Linked DNA regions of Mus musculus: region 1 is linked to region 2. The links are chromatin contacts, called in public Hi-C maps. All regions are on one chromosome and are shown on one strand. The core of a region is the stretch at or near the end of the contact, and the rest is flanking DNA. Distances in the headings are between cores, read along the strand shown. Region 1 holds the start of Wscd2 (WSC domain containing 2). Region 2 has its middle 53 kb from the start of Gm30812.

Evidence for each region. Hi-C and Micro-C count contacts between places; a contact is called where the count stands out from the background.
Region 1: a Hi-C map of cortical neurons shows a contact between it and region 2, with 2.1 times the contacts expected there. The contact joins the promoter of Wscd2 here to the enhancer-like site in region 2. A contact is called at or near these places in 3 of 39 promoter capture datasets (embryonic stem cells, frontonasal cranial neural crest and maxillary cranial neural crest), 3 of 484 Hi-C or Micro-C datasets (cortical neurons, embryonic stem cells and uterus), 4 of 115 datasets of contacts at active chromatin or transcription factors (embryonic forebrain, forebrain, neural progenitor cells and 1 more) and 1 of 9 other capture datasets (pancreatic islet).

The regions. Positions count from the first base shown.
Region 1 is chr5:113,489,033-113,491,732 of GRCm38.p6, forward strand. It overlaps Wscd2 (WSC domain containing 2), which reads left to right and starts at 1,415. Exons shown (of 9, transcript NM_177292.3): 1 at 1,415-1,908.
Region 2 is chr5:113,409,886-113,412,585 of GRCm38.p6, forward strand. No RefSeq gene overlaps it. Among named protein-coding and RNA genes, the nearest start is that of Gm30812, 53 kb to the right of the region's middle. Within about 2 kb of position 1,271, at least 11 of the 459 cell types and tissues checked have an H3K27ac peak or open chromatin away from gene starts, as enhancers often do. A contact at or near this core is called in cortical neurons, where this site is marked.

The DNA.
Region 1 (2,700 bases), core at 165-2,664, 79 kb after region 2:
TTCTCAACTGAGGCTCCTCCTTCTCTGATGACTCTGGCTTGTGTCAAGTTGACAGAAAACCAGCCAGCACACAGAGAAGGGAAACAGATCCTGAACGTGGTTGGTGTCGTCCCATGGGCTAGAGTCCTCAAGCGGAGCACCTCATTCGCCTCTGCTCCCCAACTGTGGCTTCCCCTCCCTGAAGGACATGGAAGCCAAAGGAAACCTCTTCCTCAGCTGTTTTTGCTGGCTGTTTTGTTGAAGCAACTGGAAGGTAAGAATTATCAAACAACCAATGCAAAATGGGCAGGAGATTTGTATTCCAGGCAATACCAATAGATGAGTTGGGGAAGACTGAGAGATTTCATACTCAGGGTACAAACTTAAGTCCGCATCTTTATACACAGCTCCCTGCTAGGCTCAAACTCACTCCCCCGACCAAGCCCGAAGCCCATTTTCTCTGAGGTAGATATGGATACTGTGTGGCAGCCCACAACCCTCATATGGCCAGCCTAGAAGGTCTGAGCTGCTCCTGTTCATGTAGGGAAACCAAGGCAGCTTGGTCAGAGCCATACCGACAGAAAACAGTTAAGGGGAGAGGACACTTGAACCCCATTCCATTTAGCTCAACAGTCGGCATTCAAAAAAAACACGAAAACCAAGATCTCGGACTGGGGAGGTGGCTCAGCAGATACAACACTTGTTCTGTAAGCTTGAGGGCCTGAGTTCAAATCCCTGGTAGCCACATAAACAAGAGCTCACCCTGTAACTCCAGTGGCCCTAAGACATGCGAAGGGGAGGGGAGAGAGTCCAGGACCCTCGAACGATCATCTGCAAACACAGATGGAGGAGCCACCATCTCAAGCAAGGTAGAGAATAAAGACTGACACCTGAGGTGGTTCTCTGACTTCACGCAAGGCACGGTGACACACGAGTTCATACATGTGGGCACAGGTGTCCATGCACACCACACACACACATACATACACACACACACAATATTTACACCTAAGCCAGACGTAGTGTCTCACACCTTTAAGCTCAGCACTTGAGAGGCAGAGGCAGGTGGACCTTTATGAGTTCGAAGCCAGTGTGCTCTAATGATGTAGAGTTCCAGGACAGCCAGACCTACATAGAGAAACCCTGTCTGGGGGGTGGGGGGGGGTGTTGGGGGGGAGTAAATAAATAAAATAAAATAAAAATATTTACGCCTAGATTTTTCCAGTCGCCCTTGGACCTAACCGGAGCCAAGCTAGATCTGCAAACCAGAAGCCCCTGTGTTCCACTCTTGTCTGATGCTTCTGATCCCCTTCAGGGACCCTCAGTGGAAGTCATCCAGGAGCCGGAGACACACAGCCGGAATTCCAGCAAGCTCAGAGAGGGAGTGTGACAGCCCAGAAGCCACACAGGCAAAACTCAGAGCCTGTTAAAACAACACGCTGAACACCCATCAACAAAACTGTCCTTTGTTGGATTTCTTTGAGCTGCCTGCCGGGCGGGCTCCTGGCCAAGTCTCCAAGCAGCGGCAGCCAGCCCGCACCACGCTCAAGCCAGGCGCCGGCCCTTCACCCCGTCTCGGTGCATTTCGCCGCAGCCCAGGAGCGGGGCTCAGCACACTGCACAGCCCGGATCCCAGGCCTGCGGCGGGCGCGGCGGGAGGCCGGGACGCAAGGAGTTAAGCGCGGGCGGTCGGGCCGGGCTGCGGGGAGGCGGCGGGCGCGGGAGCTCTGGAGCTCGGGCTGCAGACTGCTCCAGCAGGGCCGGGAGTACGGGCGCCCGCGCAGCCCCAGCCTCATACCCCCGGCCTCAGCCTCGCTCAGTCCCAGCCCTGGCTCCGCGCACCACTCTCTGCGCTCCAGGCTCCAGGCTCCCGGCTTCCTGCTCCTCGCTGCGCCCTACCAGGCACAGAGAGCTCGGCGCTTCCCCCAGGTAAGCAGCAGCCACGGGTCCCCAGTGAGCCCAAAGCTGCAGAGAGGTGACAGTCGGCTCCGGGGAGATGACAAACTTTCCTCTGGCCGCGGACGCGTGTGGGGACATCCCTGGGGCTGCCGGAGCAGCGGGGGGCCTTGGATCACACTCTCGCACTCCGCTGCCGGGCCAGCTTCCAGCCTGGGGAGAAGGGGTGAGCGGTGCCTGTGAGCTGGCCTTGGGGTGGTGCCTGCACTGGGGAACCAAGCGGTAGCCAGGGCCCCGCAGCGTGGGCTCTGCGAAGCCCACTTTGCAGACTGGCTTCTGTGGGTCCTTGGGGGGGGCATATGGTAGGAGAAAGCCACTTGCCCCTCTCCCGCCCCCCCCCGTTCAAATGCCAGCAGGCCCAAGTGCCCTTCCAGGAGACCCTCAACTCCTTTCCAGGCCCCCACAGGCACAGCCCACTCCTTGAGATTCCAGAGGGGCTGCCCCTTTAGGGGGAGAAAGAAAGCTTTAAAAAATCAGAGAGAGCTGCCTGCACCCCTCAATGAGAGGAGCAAGCCGCAGGGAAGGGGCCTGAGGGGACCAGGGCTCCTGGTGACCTCTTGCCCAGCCCGTGGCTGCCCACTCTGAGTCCCTGAGGCTGTCCCAACCTAGAGCACTGCTGGCTATAATCCCTTTCTCCCTAGTGAAAGCACACTTCCAAAAGGCCAGTCCTGTGTCCACATGGAAGACATCACTGTCCTCCATTCCTGCCGGGAGGGCTGGGAGTCAGGGGGCATACTGGTTGGTCTTTGGTAGGCTTGAAGTCCG
Region 2 (2,700 bases), core at 21-2,520:
GATTTTGATTATCACATGCTGTCATACATGAACATGGGGCCATGATGAGGCAGGTCAGTACAGTTGTTTAGTACATTGTGATCAAATCAGGACGGAGCCTTTGAGTCTTCTTCTAGGGGTGTGTGCATGCATGTGTGTGCACGTGTGCATGCATGTGTGCATGCATGTGTGTGCACGTGTGCACATGTACTAACAGGTTACTATGAAGGCAGTCAGGCCCATGTACATAGAACCCTCCACTTTTTGAGCCTTTGGGAATCATTGCTACACACCCCAATCCATTTTCTAAAAATCACTCACATCTGAGGGATCAGGTGTCTTTTGCCTGTTGTTGTTTGGTCATGAGCTTCATCCATTTTGCTGCCAATGATGATGATCTGAACATTTGGAGTTGAATACTTGCCGGTAAAGCAAATGCACGTTTTTAAACCTGTTCACCTGATGATGGGCACTGGGTAGATCTTAGCTGCCAGGGGCAGTACGGGCACATTGCAGATGTAGGCATTTCTAACATTCACCTCCAGTTGTTTTAGATCCAGTCACCCAGGAGAGGAGCTGCTGAGTCTATTGATGGAGGATCTCCATCCTGTCTGCCATACTGGCTTTATTAGTTTAGCTGTCCCCACCAGAGGTGGGCGAGGCCACTTCCACAAGGGCATTTCAACGTTTTGACTGTCTGTGGTGACCCTAATCCCTCTGGGATAAGAGGACATTTCACAGATGTTTCTAGTGAAGTTAAACTTTAAAAAAAAAATCATAAATCTGTTGGCTTCTTTTTAAAACATGACTATTTATATTGTCTTTCCATTTTTAACTGGATTTATTATTGATTTCTCAAGTCCCCCATACAGTCTGGATAGCAACCCTTTCTCAGACTAGGAGTTTGTGACTTGTTTAAAATCCTGTAGGCGTCGATCTGCATGTAGCCAGCTGAGTCTCTGGGTGGATATAATCATCTTACATTATAGACATGTATGAATTCTACAAGGGATAAGAAAACATAGATAAGCTGACAATTAACCCCCCCCCAAAAAAAAACCAACAGAGCACCAAGCTTTAGCAGAGACCCCAGGATGGGTTGCAAGGAGGGATGTCTCAGCCTGTACCCGGTGCTCAAGGCAGAGCCGCACAGGGAGTGTTTATCCTCTCAAGGGACAATGCTCACTTCGATGTATAAGCCAGCCCCGGAGGAAAACTTAACAGCACAGCAGATATGGCACGGAACAAAACGTAATGGAGCCTGCACGCTCCATCGTGAGGCTTTTGATTCCCAGCCCATGACAGGATCCGATGCTCTAAATAAAGCATGCAGGCAAATCCAAGGCACAACTGAGCAAGCTGGAGGCGATCACATCCTTTCGCTCTCTCGTTTACAAGGGGGTGGCTTTAAATAGCATCTCTGGGGTCTTTACAGACCTGCAACTGCGGGCCCAAGAAGCTGAGGGAACAGAGACTGAAGCATAAGCTTTAGGATTTGGCCATGGGGGTTAGGGGTGTTGTAGACTGATTAAAAGCTGTAGACCAGAGGAATAGACCCCTGATGTGAAGGGAAGGGGTCTAAGCTCTTATCTGAGAGACTGTATGCATATTGTGTGAATAAACACCACCATTCTCTGACTTCAGTGCCAGCATCCATCCGACAGCTCGTTGCAGTTGGCACAGACCCCACAGTTCACAACCCAGTCCTGCAACCACTAACCCCAGGTGGCCACAAGCCACACACACCTCTGCCCAGACAATTACTAATTTGAGGGCTCACAGTCCCTGCTGCTCTGGTCACCCTTGGGAGAGCACTGACAGCGCTGTGGTTAATGCTAACGGTTCTGTTATGAAAAGCACAGCTCAGTAGCAACCACAGCAGGCAACGCATAGATAGTCTGGTGGGGAGCAAGGGGAAGGGGCAGGACTCCACTCTATGTCCCATGGAATATCCACGCCCCACCCTACCCCCACTGAAGTCTTCACAGAAAGGAGCCATGCATCTGAACTTGCATTGCCCTCCTCCACACCCCCTCCGGCTGCTTCAGGTGGGATAAGACAGTCCTGCTCACCCAGGTCTCCAGGTCCAGGGGGTGTCATCTCGTGACAGTGGGGACAGACCTGTACAAGACGTTAGTTTGCAAAAGGAAAGCTCCCAAGCCACCTGGGACTCATTCCCACAGCTGCTGTGGTCGACACCTGGGGGAAATCACAGGCGGAGTCCTTTCTCAGGAAGGCTTGGGAATTTTCGGATTTTGAACACACACTGTGGGATACCCTGACCCAGATAGGAACATAAAACTCATGTCTGTGGCATAAGCAAATTATGCACAGGGCCTGGAGTGAGCTTTATGCTTTATGCAATATTGAAATGATTTTGTGCATGAAACTGAATTTCATGGTGAGGGGTTGACGGTGGTGGCATTGTGTTCAGATTCTAGAAATCTGAGACTGTGATACGACTGTTTCGTTTGGTTTTTTTTTTCTTGTTGTTGTTGTTCACTCTATTTTTAAAAGATATAAACAAGTTTTAGAAAAAGATAGACAACTCCTACATACATGCACTCTCTCTCTCATGCACACACACTCATACACCACACACATACACACTCTCACACACACACCACACACACATACACACACTCACATAGACACACACACACCACACATTGCTCACACACACACACATACACACCACATACACATATTCACACAGATACA